Linked DNA regions of Sus scrofa: region 2 is linked to region 1. Evidence: chromatin contacts called from public promoter capture Hi-C data. All regions are on one chromosome and are shown on one strand. Each heading gives the region's core, a stretch centred on a gene start, on an enhancer-like site or on the middle of the called end of the contact. The rest is flanking DNA. Distances are from core to core; before and after follow the strand shown. Region 1 holds the start of ZNF609 (zinc finger protein 609). Region 2 holds the start of USP3 (ubiquitin carboxyl-terminal hydrolase 3).

The links. Promoter capture Hi-C pulls out the DNA fragments that hold promoters and counts their contacts.
Region 2: a promoter capture Hi-C map of liver shows a contact between it and region 1, with 2.6 times the contacts expected there. The contact joins the promoter of USP3 here to the promoter of ZNF609 in region 1. A contact is called at or near these places in 2 of 5 promoter capture datasets (fetal liver and liver) and 2 of 47 Hi-C or Micro-C datasets (both in liver).

The regions. Positions count from the first base shown.
Region 1 is chr1:107,579,088-107,586,961 of Sscrofa11.1, reverse strand. It overlaps ZNF609 (zinc finger protein 609), which reads left to right and starts at 3,615. Exons shown (of 9, transcript XR_002344510.1): 1 at 3,615-3,740.
Region 2 is chr1:108,512,193-108,520,066 of Sscrofa11.1, reverse strand. USP3 (ubiquitin carboxyl-terminal hydrolase 3) reads left to right here and starts at 4,456. Exons shown (of 16, transcript XM_021094102.1): 1 at 4,456-4,869.

The DNA.
Region 1 (7,874 bases), core at 2,366-4,865:
TTTACAACACTTTGCACTGACCCTGTAACTCTGGGACAGCTTGGCCTGAGGGAAGTTTCACATTTCTGAACTGGTTTTCTTCTGCAGCCTAAATATCTGCTCCCTCTTTTGGATGGTTGGGTTTGGTGGCTCTCAATTTGTATAGTAGCTAAAGGATTCAGCATTTTTTGTTTTTGTTTTTCTAGGCAGGACACAGTCTCAATTATATAAGCTCAGAGTAGGATATATATAAAACCAGAGACTTTTTCTCTGTCAGGATTTAGGAGGTTTTGGCCTTGCAGACAGATGTTTGGAATGGAATAGGGACCTTTTTTGCTTGCTATAGCTAATCTGGAGAAAGAGAACTAGGTGTCCCTTCTTTTCTTTTTAAGGTAGAAGTTTACAAAAACCCATTTTTTCCTAGGTATAGGTGTAAAAACTTTAGACTTTAAAGATTATTTTTACAGATAATTATAAAGTTATGGCTTTTTATAAGTTATAACCCTTAATCTCTTTCCATTTTAACTACTGTCTCTTCTAAAGACCATTTATGTGTATTTCATTTTGTTTGGTCAGGTTTTTTTAATGCCTTTGCTAGAGCTCCTAGCCAACATCAAGACAGTATTGGGGTTGTTCTCTTGCCCAGTTAGAAAAGGCCAGTAAAAAAGCAAGCATCTATTAAACTAGAGAAATCAGCTAACTTCAGTTTATTAGGTCTGGAGGGAGGAAAGAAAGTTCTGTGATGACGGATTTTTTTTTTTTTTTTTTTCCTTGAGATTCAAATAGCAAGCACACATCTGCTGTTCTCAGCTACTGTGAATGTGTCTGGAGGGAGGTGATCCATATCGTGAGCTCCAGCAGCATCAAGGGATCTTGATCTGGAGGGCTTTCTACTTCTCTCATGCAGAGAAGAAAGAATATAGCCACAGTGCCATCCTCTGACACGAAGAAATGTGTCTACATTATGTGTGTGCACATAATGTGGATTAATTCATGGTACGAGTTAATTCATGGAATGGTCAGATTTCCTGTGTGACAATGGAGGGTCTAGGAAGAACCTAGTAAATATTATACCCTAACTTGGCATCAGGTAAATAAGGGGCAGGGAGGATGACTGAGAACGCATAGATGTATCACTGGAAGGGAGTGAGATGTTGAGAAAACAGCAAAAAATGTCAATGGGGAAGATTTGAAAAGCATCTAGAGCTGCACTGTCTAATATGGTAGCCACTAGCCGCATGTGATTATTTAAATTAAGTGAAATCAAGAATTTATAGTTCTTCAGTCACAGTATGATATTTTAAGTGCTCAAATAGCTACATGTTGTTAGTGACTTCTGAAATGAACAGTGCAAGTATAGAATATTTCCATCATTGCAAAAGTTCTATCAGACAGGGCTTGTTTGGAGTTGGAATGAGCACACTTTTTCTCTAAAGGGACAGAGAGCAAATATTTTAAGCTTTTCAGGCCATACAGTACGTATTGCAACTACTCAACTCTGCTGTTGCAGTGCAAGCAAAATGAATCCATAGATAATGTGTAAATGAATGAACATGGCTATTAGCCAATAAAACTTTATTTTGGGGCACTTAAATTTGAATTTCACATAATGTTCACATCACAAAATAGTCTTCTTTTGGTTATTTTTCAGCCATCCAAAAATGTAAAAACCATTTTTAGTTCATGGGATATACCAAAACAGGCATTGCACCTGATTTGACCCGTGGGCCCTATTTTCCCAAACCCTAGCCTAGAGGAACAGGAAGTCAGGTTCTTTTACTGTATAGGATGTCAATTGCTTGAAGATTTTTAGTGGTTCTTCTAGGCTTGAGAAATTTCTCTCTAAAAATTAGAGTTCAGGAGTTTTCATTGTGACATAGTGGAAATGAATCCATGAGGATTTGGGTTCAATCCCTGGCCTCCCTCAGTGGGTTGGGGATCTGGGTTGCTGTGAGGTGTGGTGTAGGTCGCAGATGTGGCTCTGATCCCATGTTGCTGTGGCTGTGGCACAGGCCAGTGGCTACAGCTCTGATCTGACCCATAGCCTGGGAACTTCCACATGTTGCGGGTGCAGCCCTGAAAAGCAAAAATAAATAAGAGTTCGCTGTAGGAATGTTTCTTTTGTTCCCTATTTTTGTAGTCCAGTCTCCTACAATGGTAGAGTCATGCTCTTTAGTAGGAAATGACTACTTAAATGGTAACCCTTAATTAAGTCATATCTAAGCCTAAAACACTAAGCCCTTCTCTTTCTCTACCTGAAAGTAGCTGAATCCTCACTTGTAATATCATCAGTGTAGATTAGAGGTTTGCTGTCACCTGGCATCAGTTTTGTTTTTGTACTGTCCTAGAACAAGCTGAATATGGGTGGGCCAAGGGGAGATTATTTTTCATAGATCAGACAGGCCTAGCGTTCATCTTTAGCCATCACCCCCTGGTGTGCACACACGTGCACACATACACACACACACACACACAGCTTTTGCATGTGTATGTGGAGATGGAGAGTGAAAGGATTTTATGACCCAGTAACATACTATTTTGAGTGGCACTGTTGAAGGATGCCTCAGGATAGTGGAAAAAGGAAAGATGAAAACTGCAGAGCTAAGGTGGTCAAGGACACAGGAAGGATATAATTTAGGCTAAGACTTGAGAATTAAGATAAATTTGTTTGCTATAGAAGGGGGTGGATGATTTAGGAGGTGAAGAGTATGATATGTTTCATAAGTGAGAGGTGGGTGGGAGTGTTCACTTAAATAAGGACTGAATGCCTACTAGATAGTGTGCTGAGCAATCAGATGAATGGCAGATAAGGAAAGAAAAAGTTACAATCATAAATAGAATGGTGGGTTGGAAAAGAACAATAGGACTTTTAGGTGATATAAATCAACAGGATTTGGTGATATGGGGTGATGAGGTGAAGAGGGGTATAGGATGAGAAATGGGTGCTTGAACAAGAAAACTAGTGATAATCCTAAAAAAAAAAAATTGGAAGACAAAGGATAAAAAATTAGGGGATTGATACTTTGCTGAAACAACGGATAAAATGGATGAAACCACCATGAGCTGTGTTTGCCCTTCTGTTCTTTGTAGATGTTCACATTCACACCCCTTATGGCTCTTTCTCTCCCCACGGTTGGACACTTACAGAATTGGTGTCTTCTGTATTTAAGGTGCGATACTTCCCCAGAGACCTCTCTGCGAGGAAGTCTGGCCACCGAGAGTTCTTTCCACGAGGAGAGAGCGTTAGGTTCGAGCTCTCCCATCCAGGCTTCTTCGAGTTTATCTCTGTTTTAACCGACCGGCCGGGTTTTCCAGCATTCCCAGAGCTACGCGTCTCTAATCCTGGCTCCGAGTCTCTAATCCGGGCTCCGTGTGACCGCGCGTTCCGAGACCCAGGATTTGGCTCCGCCATCCAGGTTCCGGGTTTCCCCTGCGCTCTACCGCTCCAGACTCCACACCAGCCCGGAATCCGGATCCGAGGGCCCGATAATCCAGTGTCCGGGTCTTCCGGGCGGCCCTGGTTGTCCCGGATCGCGGCGGCGGCGGCGGTGGCGGCGGCTGAGGGACCCGCGGCCCCGGAACAGCGGCACCGGCGGGCGGGGCGGAGCGGCGCGAGGAGGGGGCGGAGAGCCGGCCGAGGCGGGGTGGGGAGGGGGGAGGGGCCGCGGGAACGGATGGCGGCCTGGGCCCCGTAGCAGCGGCGGCTCTACGGCCCGGGGCCCGGGCGGGCGGAGGTGGCGGCTCCCGGGACCGGTCGCGCGGTGAGTCCCGAGCTTTGTGTGGAGCTGGGGCTGGGGGAGGAGTGAGGCGGCGGCGCTGAGGGGGCCGGGGGCAGCGGCGCCTGACGGAGGAAGTGGGGGTTGGGGGCCGGGGCGGAGCGAGGAGAAGGTGTGTATGGCGGGGTGGGGGGGGGTCGTTGCGTGGGTGGGGGAGGGGGGAGTCGAGGGGATTGGGGTGAAGTTCAAAGCGTGGCCAGGCCGGTTCACGCTGAGGGTAGGGGTACCCGAGAGGGATTAGAGTCTGGCCAGGTTGTAAGGACAGGCCAGAGAGTTTTAGAGGCCAGTCTGGTATCTTGCGGGGGGCCCAGGGTGACTGGAGCTAGTCAGGGAGTTAGGGGGGTTCAGGGCGAAGGGCTGGGAGCAGGACGTGTGCGTGGCCCAGGAGGGGGGAGCAAGGTGGCTGGGGGCGTGCAGTAAGTAGCTTGTGGGTGTGTGCTCCTTGTAGTCTTCAGGTCACATTTACTCCTGTCCTTTTCTTCAAGATGGAGGGATCCCTAGGCCTGGCCCTTAAACTACTATCCTTGTACCCTCGGGAGGGTTTGTGACCCTGTCCTGTTTGGAAAACCCATGCTGCCCTCTTTTCCCTTTATGTGTAATTACGGTTGGATCATCTCTGTGCTTTGCTCAGATTCTCCTTCCTCCCTCTGGGGTTGAGGAGGAGGAGACACATCTGACCAATTAATGTGTGTTTGTGAAACAGGCAGCAGCAAACAGTCATTTCAGCTTCTAGGAATTAGGCTCACACAGGGTGGAGAGATCATAGCCCTTCAGGGGGAATATTTCTGAACAAATCACAGATGATTAAATTCTCTAAGAAACAGCTTCCTACCTAAATGAGAGTGGGAAAGATGGGGGAGAAAGCCTGTCTGTTTCCAGCCATGTGTCCAGAGCCCCAGGGGTTGAGGAGAGTCCCCAATCCCCCACAGGCCTCTCTTTTCTGTATTAGGCTTTGCTCTGCAGCCTTGAGTTAATTTCACCCCTGCTGCTTTGTCTTGGGGGAGGGAGTGCTGGTTTAGGCTGTTGTGAGGAGATGACTGTTCTGCTGCCACACACAATAGTCATGTCATTTTATCGGGAGTGCTACCCCAGGGCTGAGAACTGCTGCTGCAGAGATAAACCCGTCCCTCTCACCCGCCTATTGTGTACACAGTGAAGGTCATAGGTTCAAGTCTTGTCTGAGAGCTTTGGATATGCTCCATCTCCCAGGCTCCTCAGTGCCATTTTCTTCCTTTTCCAGACTGGGGCTTGCCATTGGAGGAGGCCAGACAGAAAGGCTCTTCTTTTTGAGTGAGGAACAATGCACAGCTCATTGGCACACATTTTTCAGAAGAATAGGGAATGCCAGCCATGTTGTGCCTGCCTCTTTGGCTGGCCTGTACTAAGTTGTGCAGGAATAGTGGCTAGGGGACTCACCCCTCGTGTTTGTGTCAGACCTTTAAAGAAGACTCCAAGGGGAGGGTTTTACTCTTGTTTGAGCCAGCATGTTTAATTCTTTTTATAGAAATGGGACACTCATGTTTTTGTTTTGATTTTTGTTTATTTGTTTAGGAATACCACTAAAACCCTGTGCACGGTTAAGATAGGGAGCCAAGGACCAAGTACCTTTTTAATGGTGACTTCCTGCTCAGAAAAATTGCACAACAAAAAAGCCACAGAATTTGCCTATCTGGGCAAGGGCTGTGGAAACAAAACAACTTTCCTTTTAATCTTTATTTTAATTCTGATGAAAGGACTTGACTTACTCATTGTGCAAGAAAGTCCATATGTGCTTCCGTGTTTGAGAAAAAATTGCCAGAGAGATGAACATGAAAAAAAAAATCAATTGTGGTCTTGGGAGTTATTAATGAGAGAAGGATGAGAACAAGCTAGAAGGAAACTTATCCTTGCATATATCTTGTAGAATTGTTCAAATAGTATTTAGATACTATTATTTGGGTAAAGAATTATTTGGAACTGGAAATGGGGTTTCCATTTAGGACATTAAAGAAAACGTCTTTAAAAAGAGATTAGAGGAGTTCCTGCTGTGGTATAGCCGGTTAAGGACCCAGTGTTGTTGCTGCTGAGGTGTGGGTTCAATTTTTGGCCCTGCGTGGTGGGTTAAGGATCCAGCATTGCTGCAGCTGTGATGTAGGTCACAGCTGCAGCTCAGATTCGATCCCTGGCCTGGGAACTCCATAGCCCCAGCAGGTGGGCCCAGAAAAATATACAATGAAATAAAAAAATAAAGAGATTAGAAAGCAAGCTCTTTGTGAGAGGGCAGTTGCACACAATGTACACTGTACACAGTAGCCAACCATTTCCTATAGGGTATTGTGGAAGAGGAACTTTTAGCCTTTGGTTGTGGCAAAGGTCTTTCTGAGGCCCTGTGTCTGACCATGTTGCTTCCTTTTCTTTTTATTTCTGTGAATTTCTTAAAAGTGATGGTTTGCCACTTAGGTGTTGGACTTTGTTAGGAAGGAACACGCTATTCTGACCTTTATATTTCTTGATGGCAGAACTGTCTTAAGGTCCTACTGGAGGTGTTGTCTCTCTTTAGATTGCTTTCAACTATGTGTCCTAGGTCTCTGGGTGAAGTCTCAGCTAAACCGAGTCCAAAGCTTTTTGCTCTGGGGCTGTTGGCATTCATTTCTGAATCCTGTCAGGTGATAGTGAAGGCAGAAGCCTCAGATTAAATTTGCCCTGATTAGATTTAGTGGTTTCAGAGTTGGGCCCTTGCCACAAGGAGTCTTATGAGTTTTCTGATTGTGACCATCTTTCAGAGGGCACTTTGGATCTCCCTCCCCGCCCACCTTCTTGTTAGAAAATGTTTCCTTGTGAGAGGTCTAGATAGCTGGACAGATTAGTGCTTATTTTGTGTGAGGATATGGAAGCATAATTTGGGCTCCTGGTAGTAATTACGTTGCAATTAGCATATAGCAACTAAATGACTGGAACAGGATAATTTGTTGAGGGGTTTACTGATTGCTCTGTCAAGTGGAAGTGCCACTCCTTACTTATTTGACTCAGAACACTACTGCCTGGTCTCAGTGGTGGCGACTTAACGAGTACAGGAATGATGTGTAGTCTCCCAAAGTTCTCACTCTGCTCTCTCTCTCCTTACTGCCAGAACCTTCTAGTGCCACTTTCTCCTGCTCCAAAGGTAGCAAAGCAATTGTTATTTCCCTTGTGGAAAACTGGTCATGGATGGGAATACTGCCAGACAGATGGGGCCACTCTGAGATGAGGCAGCCTTATGTTGTGTTGCAAGTTTTCTTTTAAGCAGCTAAATTCTCACTTCAGCTTGATTTTTAAAAATCAGTTTCCTTAAAAAACAAAACCCCCCAAGATACAAAATCATAGTGTACTAAATATGCTTTCATGATATCTTTCATAAAAGTTGGCTATGACAGACAAAATGAAGATAGGCGATGCTGATTGGTAGGTTCTGTGCCCACTTAGTGTCAGTGAAGGACTCTTTTCACTAGGGAACAGGTAATTCACCAAAGCACCTGCCTAGCTGGGCATGTTCAATTGGCAGCAGCTGTGCAGCTGAAGAGGGATTATTAAGCAGGTGGTTAAAGAATCACATGCCACAGTGACAAGAAAATACTTGGTCTTCCATGGTTTAGGTTTGGTTCATATGTGTGAAATTCCTCTTTGTTTCACATTTCTTAATGCCTGATACTGGTCTGTTAGTGAGAAGATAATGGAATAGAGAAGAGAGATTCTTCCTTCTCTGTGTTTCTTTTAGATTACTGACTAGCATGCCTTAGATATGGTCCTAGATGGCCCTATTGTGTTTCTGTGAGTTCTGGCTTTATGCCCTATGAATGGGAAGGAAATAATGGCAATTCAGTGTTTTTAGCTCTTGTTTATTAGAGGGAAATGGGAAGGAGAAAATTCTTTGCTTTTAGTGTGGTGAAAAAGATTTAGCCCACTGGGAGGATACCCAGCAGGTTTTAAGCAAAGGATGTAATTGACTTTTCGTATTAAGTCTACCTCACATGCCTTACTCAAGACATTTGCATGTGTTTTTATTTTATGAATGTAATTCTCCACATGAAGTTTGCATTTATTCTGTTGTTTGTTTTATTCCATTTTTAGTTTCTCCCAGCACCTTTATAGCTTTTTTTCTGG
Region 2 (7,874 bases), core at 3,207-5,706, 930 kb before region 1:
AATACAAAAAAAGAAATACAAATTAAGAGGTTGATGACACAAGGATTATTGCAAAGGTACCTAACACAAATGATCCTTTCTTTAGTTATTCAGAAGGCTCTTCTGTGTCCTGTGGTCCCAAGGCTTTCTTCATTATTAGGAACTTCAAATGCCCCCATAAAACACTGCAAAATTATTTAGCTGACCATGTGTGTCATGGGTGAAACTCAAATACCTCTGATAAAAGAGCAATTAGTAATTGTGTAAATTTGTGTAATGATTTAAACTTTCTTTGAGCTTTAGCTCTTTCATCAGTAAAAAAGGAAATGATAATACCCACATCTCAGATTTTTTGTGGGGGTTAAATAAGAAATGAAAACCACTTGGTATATATCTGGCACCTAGTTGGGACCCACTAAATGTAAACTTTTCCTCTTGCAGACTCCTTCTATGAATACCTAGGGGAATATTACACACAATCATTGATATGATAGCTCTTGAAAGGGGGCACTTCCAACCACATTCAATCAACAAATAATAACCTTTTTCTAACATCTCAAATTGTTGAACTCAGTGCCTAGGATCCACAGATGAAAAGAAAAGCATCTGCTCCCCAGGGAGACCAAACATAAAGAAAAAACCAGCACCATGTGACAAGTTTCAGGGACAGAATGAGTGATGGTGTAGGGGAAAGGCTTAGATGTCCGCTTAGGTGAGTGATGGGAGGGCTTCCCCGAGGAGACTATATGCTTCATTGGGAAGGAGTCAGAGCTGACCAGGTAGAAGGGAAAGAGGTGGGGGAGGACACAGAGGTGTGAGGAAGCACATTTTCTATAATGAGGGAGCTATTTTAGATATTGCTGGAACAGTTTTTTTTGTTTTGTTTTTTTTTTTGTTTTTTTCTTGAGAACCTTTAACAAAAGAGAAGGGACAGGTGACTGTGATGGCAGTGGCTATCCAATTTTATCTTGCCATACATGGGAAGTCACTGAAGAATTTGGGGCAGACTGATAATGCGAAAGGGGTGAATGAAAAGAGCTGAGACAATGACAGCCAGGAAGGGCTGGCTGGCTGAAGCCCACACACAGCCCCATCATTCATTTAACAAATAGTTACTGAGGACCTGCCATGCACTAGGCTGAATTCCAGGAGCTGGGAATCAGGCAATGAGCAGGACCATCAAGGTCTGTTTTCATGAGGAGACTGACAATAGATAAACAGGTAAACAAGCACGGAAGTATGGGATAAGTGCCTCTTGGAAAATTAAACAAGGTGATAAAATAGTCCCTGAGCAGCTGCTTCTCACCCTCTCCCCCTCCTTCTGAATACTGACCAACCCTCCTCTTGACCTAACTTTGGTTTTCCAAGGAGGTTTTGATCCTAGAAAAATCTCCAAGGTAAATAATTAACCTAGCTCTCCGGGTGTTTCCAGTAAGACTTCTTCCCCAGGGCCTGGTCAGCTGGTATTCCTTGCTTGGAAACACCCATTCCGACAGAAGTCTGAAGTCTCAAAGTTAGGGGAAGGTCCCAGCACCCTTGAGACCCTTCCTGATGATGGTTCCCTCGGCAACATAGGACCTCGCCTTGCGCCCCCCCATCGGTGCTCAACCCTCCCCCCTTTAGAAGAGAAACATTTGATAGTATGGTTGAAACTGTGCATTCCTCTCCTCTGAAAAATGCAAACACTTAAAATTTGCCGCGGCTGCTGGCAAGAGCAGCCCTCCTCCCGGGTCCCCGCCCCCCGGGGGCTCCCGAGCGGAGGGCTGGGCGGGGACTCCCAGAGGCCAGCGGCTTCTCAGCGCCAAAGGGATGCGGGCCAAGAACCAAAAAGCGAACGTAGTATTAAACGTAACCGAAGAAACGAGGGACTAAAAAAGCAGATTGCACAGTGTGGTCTTCCTCTGTTTGACACATTTATTCACCACGAGGTTTTTTTTTGGGGGGGGGATTTTTAAAAATTTTTATTATTATGAAAACTTGCAGAGACAGAAACGTTTTCGGTAAATCTAGTAAAAGTCTCAGGAGGCCTTCTGATTTTGTCCAGGTTCTCTGAATTGCCTGATAGTCATAGTTCGTCCTCTGCGGTCTATAGCAGTCAGGGACAACTGAGTTAGGACTCCTGCTCAGAGGGGGCTTATTCTAGTTAGGGAGAGAAGACTCTAAAACTTCTTTCTCTTTCTCCCCCCCCCCCAACAGTTTACACCTTACAAAGTGTTCTCACATTCCTGATGTCATGACAATGATAAAATCTGAGCTTAAGGGAAATTTAGAGATCACAGCAAAGAGGAAGAGGGGGCCAACTACCTGGCATATTGTTGGGCCACTTACTAAACTCCTGCCCATGGTAGACATTGCTAATCGATCACGCATTCATGATGAGCACTTATTTATTGGACGCCCTCTGTGTTCCACATGTTATGTTAGGAATAGAGCAGGAAACCAGACAGACTTGTTTGCTACCCTTATGGACCTCCAAGGGGAAGACAGACATTAAACAAATAATTATGCTGCTGAAGAGTGTTTTTAAAAGGCAGAGTGTGGGGCACACAAGGGCATCACACACCTGGAGGTAACCTGAAGGTGGGGCAGGGTCGGGAAAGGACTCCCTGAGGAAGTGATGTTCAAGCTGAGGTCTAGATGATAAGGAAACTGAGTCCTTTTGAGGGTGAAAAAAGTAGCATTACACGCCAGGATGAAAGACCCTGGTGAGTCAGTTCCATGGCTAAAAGAAGGAGCATGGATGATAATCGGGGGTAGCTGTCCAGAGGGAAACAGGTTGATCCAGACAGGCTTTGAAAAAGAATCAGTTGATAGGAGAGGGCTGGAGAGCCTGAGCAGAGGGCACATCTATTGTTTATACTCCCCCTTCCTAGGAATTATTCTCACTTGCTGTCATTAAAAAAAAGGGGGGCTATAAATTATTGACTTCCTACTGGGGGTGGCAAGTCTTGTGAATTCTCACGTCTTCCTTTGGAGATAAGCATTGTTTTCTCAGTTTTATAGACATAAAGGGCTTGGAAAGACTAGAAACACTGGCTAAAGTTGGTCCTCAAGTAGGCAGCAGAGCTAGGATTTGAGCAGCCGCACTTTCCACAATTCGGCACTGCCATAAAACCTCAAGATGGCTTGCTCTAACAGCAGTCAAAACTTGGGAGGCAACCAAAGAGTGTTGACCGAGGAATGGGAAATACTGGGGGGGAAAGAATGGGGGGAGAGTAAGGAAGGGTCAACAGAGATGCCGCAGGTGAATGGACACCGTTAGGCAGAGGAGTGCGCGGCAGAAACCAAGTGGTGGCGGGTAGTGTGGGGGATGGCGAAGCGTGGGAAGTGACTGAGAGGGCACTCCTGGACTGTTGCAGGACTGCCCTGTGGGGAGGTGCTCTGCTCTAACCACTACCCGGCCTGGCCCGGTTAATCATTTCCTGACCTTCCTTCCTCCTCTCACCCGGCCCGAGGGATTGCCACATCAGCCTTCCCCTCCCCCTCCCTGCCTCCTGGCCCTGTTGCTCCTTCGCCGGGTTTTACAAGGAGCCCCAACTTTGAGGCAATGTTTGTAATAGCCCCAGACATCCCCAAGGCAGTGCCCCCACAAAGATCGCAGCCTCGCTAGGGCGTAACCCCTGCCCCAGAGGCTGGCCCTATCCTTTTTCCACAAAGAGATCAGAGTGCCTGGGAGCCAATCCTAGTACGGATTAACGGTAAAAAGGGGGATGGTAACAGCTGCTGGCGTGATGGTGCGAGGTTTAAATGAGGTATTATTTGTAAAGTGCCTGGTTAGGAGGCAGCAGTGGGTGTTTAACAATTGTTAGGTCCCTTCTCTTTTCGTCACCTGGTAACAGTGACCGCGCTCTCAGCAAACGCAGGTTAAAACTATCTCACTTAAATTTACACTGAGGGTGAGGTATGAATGTCCGATCGTCTGCTCAAAGTAACGGAGATGGTGAGTCACTGTGACAGGGGTTGAACACAGGTTCATGAGTGCCCACGCGGGACCAGCCACTCAGCACCCAGGTGGCTGGCTAAGGTCACGTGTTCAAAAACTGGAACTCGATCACTATCGCACCTGCCGAAGGGAGCAGAACACTAAACTAGCACTGCTCTGGGACCTATGCACCCCGGTGGGTCTAGGCCCTTAATCTAAGCTTGTGTCTTCCTGTGTAAAAATGGGGCCACAGAGCCTGTCTGCCCAGGTGGTTTTTATTTTCTTCACATTTTTTTTGTGTGGTCAGATTTTCTACCGCGCTGTAGCCAGTCCACCACACACAACGCAGAAGCACTCTTTGTGAGCGCTCGCCCGGCCGCGGTAAAAGCGGCGGACTGGCCCTGTGTGCCCTGGTTTAGCGCCCCACCCTTCCAGGGGCGGGGAAGCCGCGGCAGTCCCGGCCAACAGAGTTGGGAAAGTCACTTCCGAGTGCAGCCAGACCCTGGGCGACCCGCCTGCGAGCGCGGGGACCCCCACCCCGCGGGAGAGGACGGGGGCGGGGCTGGGCTTGGAGGCGGGGCCTGCCCGGGGCAGGGCGGGGCCAGCCTGGGAAGACGGAAGCCCCCAGCCTAGGGGTGGCGGCAGAACCCGGATTCCGGAGTACCACGTTTTCCGGAGCCGGGCCTCAGGAGACGGCGGGCGGGAAAACCCGGCTCCCGGAAGCTTTTGCTTTCTTTGACGCAAGGGCTCGGGACTCAGCTGCCGTCTGCCGAGCGCCCGGCGAGGAGCGACCCCAGACGGATCCTTCTTAGTCCCTCCGCCCCCCACCTCGCCGGGTCCCGGAGCCTCCGTCCTTCTCGCCGCTCTCCGGGTGGCCATGGAGTGTCCGCACCTCAGCTCCAGCGTCTGCATCGCTCCGGACTCAGCCAAGTTCCCCAACGGCTCCCCGTCGTCCTGGTGCTGCAGCGGTGAGTGCGGCCCCAGGCGGCCCTGAAGCGCACCCGAGGCCCCGGCTCTGTGGGGCCTGCCGTCTAGGGGCCGCTGGCGGCCGGCGCGCGGACTTGGGAAGGGGTGAGGGCGAGCGGGGCTCGGCGGCTGGGGAGGGGTACGCGGCGAGGCGGGTGGTGCGGCGGCAGGCGGAGCGGCGGCGGCAGCTCCTTTGTTTCCCGGGGCCCGACGGTCCGGCCGGCAAAGGAGAGGCCCGTGAGGGGCGGGAGCCCGCGGGGCCCACGAGCGCGTGGGGGCGGCAGCGAGCGGGGACCTTGGTCAGCGGCTCGCGCCCCCGCGCAGCCCTGCTGTGATCGGGGGCTGCGCTGGCCCGTGTCCCCGGGTCGGGGGCGGCGGGGGCGGGTGTCCGGCCCCCACAAGGCGGCCGCACGTGTGGCGGGGCCCGAGTTTCGTCCCCTCCTTGACGGGACGGCAAAAGCGTTGCTCTCGGGGCGCAGCTTTGTCCAGGCTGCGGGGCGCGCTCTGGGGCCCTTCGCTACCTGCCTGGGCCCCCCATGCACCCGCGACCCGACCCACGCCGACCGGCGGGAACCGGGACCCGGAGAGGTGCTGAGTACTCAGGCGGCGAAGGTCGGAGTCTTTCATCAGCCAGAAAGGGTGAAGTTTGAAAACAGGCTGCTGGTTAAAAAGCTGAGAAGGCTAATCGAGCAGCTGCTTTGGAGGGGTAGCTCGAGTTGTCTTTCATATCTTTCGGATTGTCCGAAATTGCCTTGGGATTTCCGAGTTTTTGTGCTGTAGGACAGTTATTAGGTTTATGTAATGCTTTTGCATTGCTTAAGCTTCTTAACTCCTTCTGCCAGGCCCCTTCGAAGCCCCAGTACCCCCTTATTGTCTGCTCTAGAGACTTAGGATCGCACCGGCCACACTGCTTTGATTACTTCCTGGTAGGGCCCTGGTGCTGCTGATAGTCTTTGTTTATTAGCTTTGAGAGGATCAATGATAGCTTGGGTTGTAGTGTAAAATTTGAATTGTGCATTTCAAAAATCTTAAATTCGTTTGAATAAATAAAGGGAAGAAAATAGCAATGCTACGTACGATTTAGCTGTGTGACATTTCTCCTTGTGTGCCGGAGCTGGGAAGATAGTTTAGAGAATGCACTAACACTTTTGACAGGTTACTTTTTAAAGGGTGAATATTTCCTTGGAGAAAAACTCAGGTAATGCCGCAAAGAAAAATTCATTCTAGGATAAGGAATAGAAATAACTGCGGTTTCCTTGAGCTCTCAGAGGTTGGATGCTTGGCTTGGCTTTGTAAAGTCAGTATCTTTTTCTGCATGAAGCCTATAAAGATTATTAACTGGTTAATTTGTTTTACAGTGCAGTGTTGCAGTTCTTTTATGAGGGTGCAGAAACTTACCTAAGAATGTTTCTTTTACAGTGAATGTTGAGTATGAAACAACAAATAAGGTGTATCAAATTGCTTTACAAATTGCTTGGTAGTGCATTAGCTATAATTGTAGTTATAGCTGTGGTGCTATAAGTGTAACTTTTTTTTCCCCCCAAAAGAGATGTGAAAAAAAAAATCAAAGTAAACACTAGGAAAAGCATACCTCATGAAGAATGATGAAATTACTCCTTGCTCACCTGTGGTAACTATAGGGTTACAAGCAGACAGCATGCTTTTGGCTTTTTCTAGGTAAAATCACATCAAATTTTAAAATGGCCTCATTGGGCACATGTATCTAAAAAAAGGAAAAGAGTTTATGCAAGTGGCAGATATCCTGTTGTGAGTCAGTCTTGCCTTTGTTAGTCAGGGTGTCCACTTGACTGTGGAAAAGAGATGCAGAAAATTGAGTATCTCTTGAGGAACTTAAGTTAAAATAGAGCATAACTAAGAGGCTTCTGCTGATTAAAAAAAAAAAAAAAAGAACAGAGTTATACCTCTAGCCCTAAGGGAGGGGTGATTTCTGTCCAGAGGGTAAGATAGCATCTTTGTATCTTGCAACAAAGTTTTTCTCTGACATTGCTTTGGGAGGGTGGTTCTAGTCATGTGCTTCCATCTGTAGAACCAGTAAAGCTTAAGTTTCACAACTTTATGTGGGTTTTTCCTTTCTGTTCATATTCTGTGAATTGAACCAGTTTCATTTGGGCCTCCCACTTTAATCTGTTGGCATCCATTCATTGATATAATCTCATGTTTTTGTGTTGAGCTTGATCTTATTCTTGCCTGCCTGTTGTTTCAGTGATTAAATGATTATTAAAATTGTGGGTCCTTGATCAGTTCATCATCTTGGAGCATTATATATTCTGGTATTTATTCTCCAACACTCTCGTATTTCTTCCTTTCTTTTTTTGTTTTTGGTAGGGCTCCAAAAGGGTAGCCAATGTGCAGAAAGATGTGGTGATCGGGTTTGGGTCTGATTACGTTGTTATTAGGGAGGGGAAAATCCCTGTTTTGGCACTGGGACAATAAAAGTAATGCCCTTGCCTTGTTTTCTTTGGGAGGTTGCAATTACACCATGGTGAAACAGCCTTAAGGCAGCCAAGCAAATTGCAAAAGACCAACATCCTAAGCTCTGCTAGGTAGCAACACATCCTTGGAAAGTACTTCTCTTTCCTTTGAGCATCGATTTCATTGTGCCATCTGTAGAAAAGGGTATTACCTCACATTGACTTTGCAGGTTGCTGTTAGGATGAACAGGGTCATTTTTTGTGAAAGCTTTGAGATACTCCAAACACTATTTGAATAGTAGGTGGTATTATAGGTCAGAACATCTTTATAAAGAGAACTCTGAAGACTTAAATATCTAAAGCCCTTTAAATAGGGCCTAGGACAGGCTGGCTTTATGCTGAATTATGTTTTACAGGGAGATATATTACTCAACAAGATTAGGGGGTATAAGAAGTAATTATACTTCAGAATTAACTTGAGCTTCTTATCTATGGAAGGCACTGGGTACATTTATTGTATATGTTGTGTAACTGTATATCACAGCAATTCTCAAACTTTTGGTTTTCAGAACCCC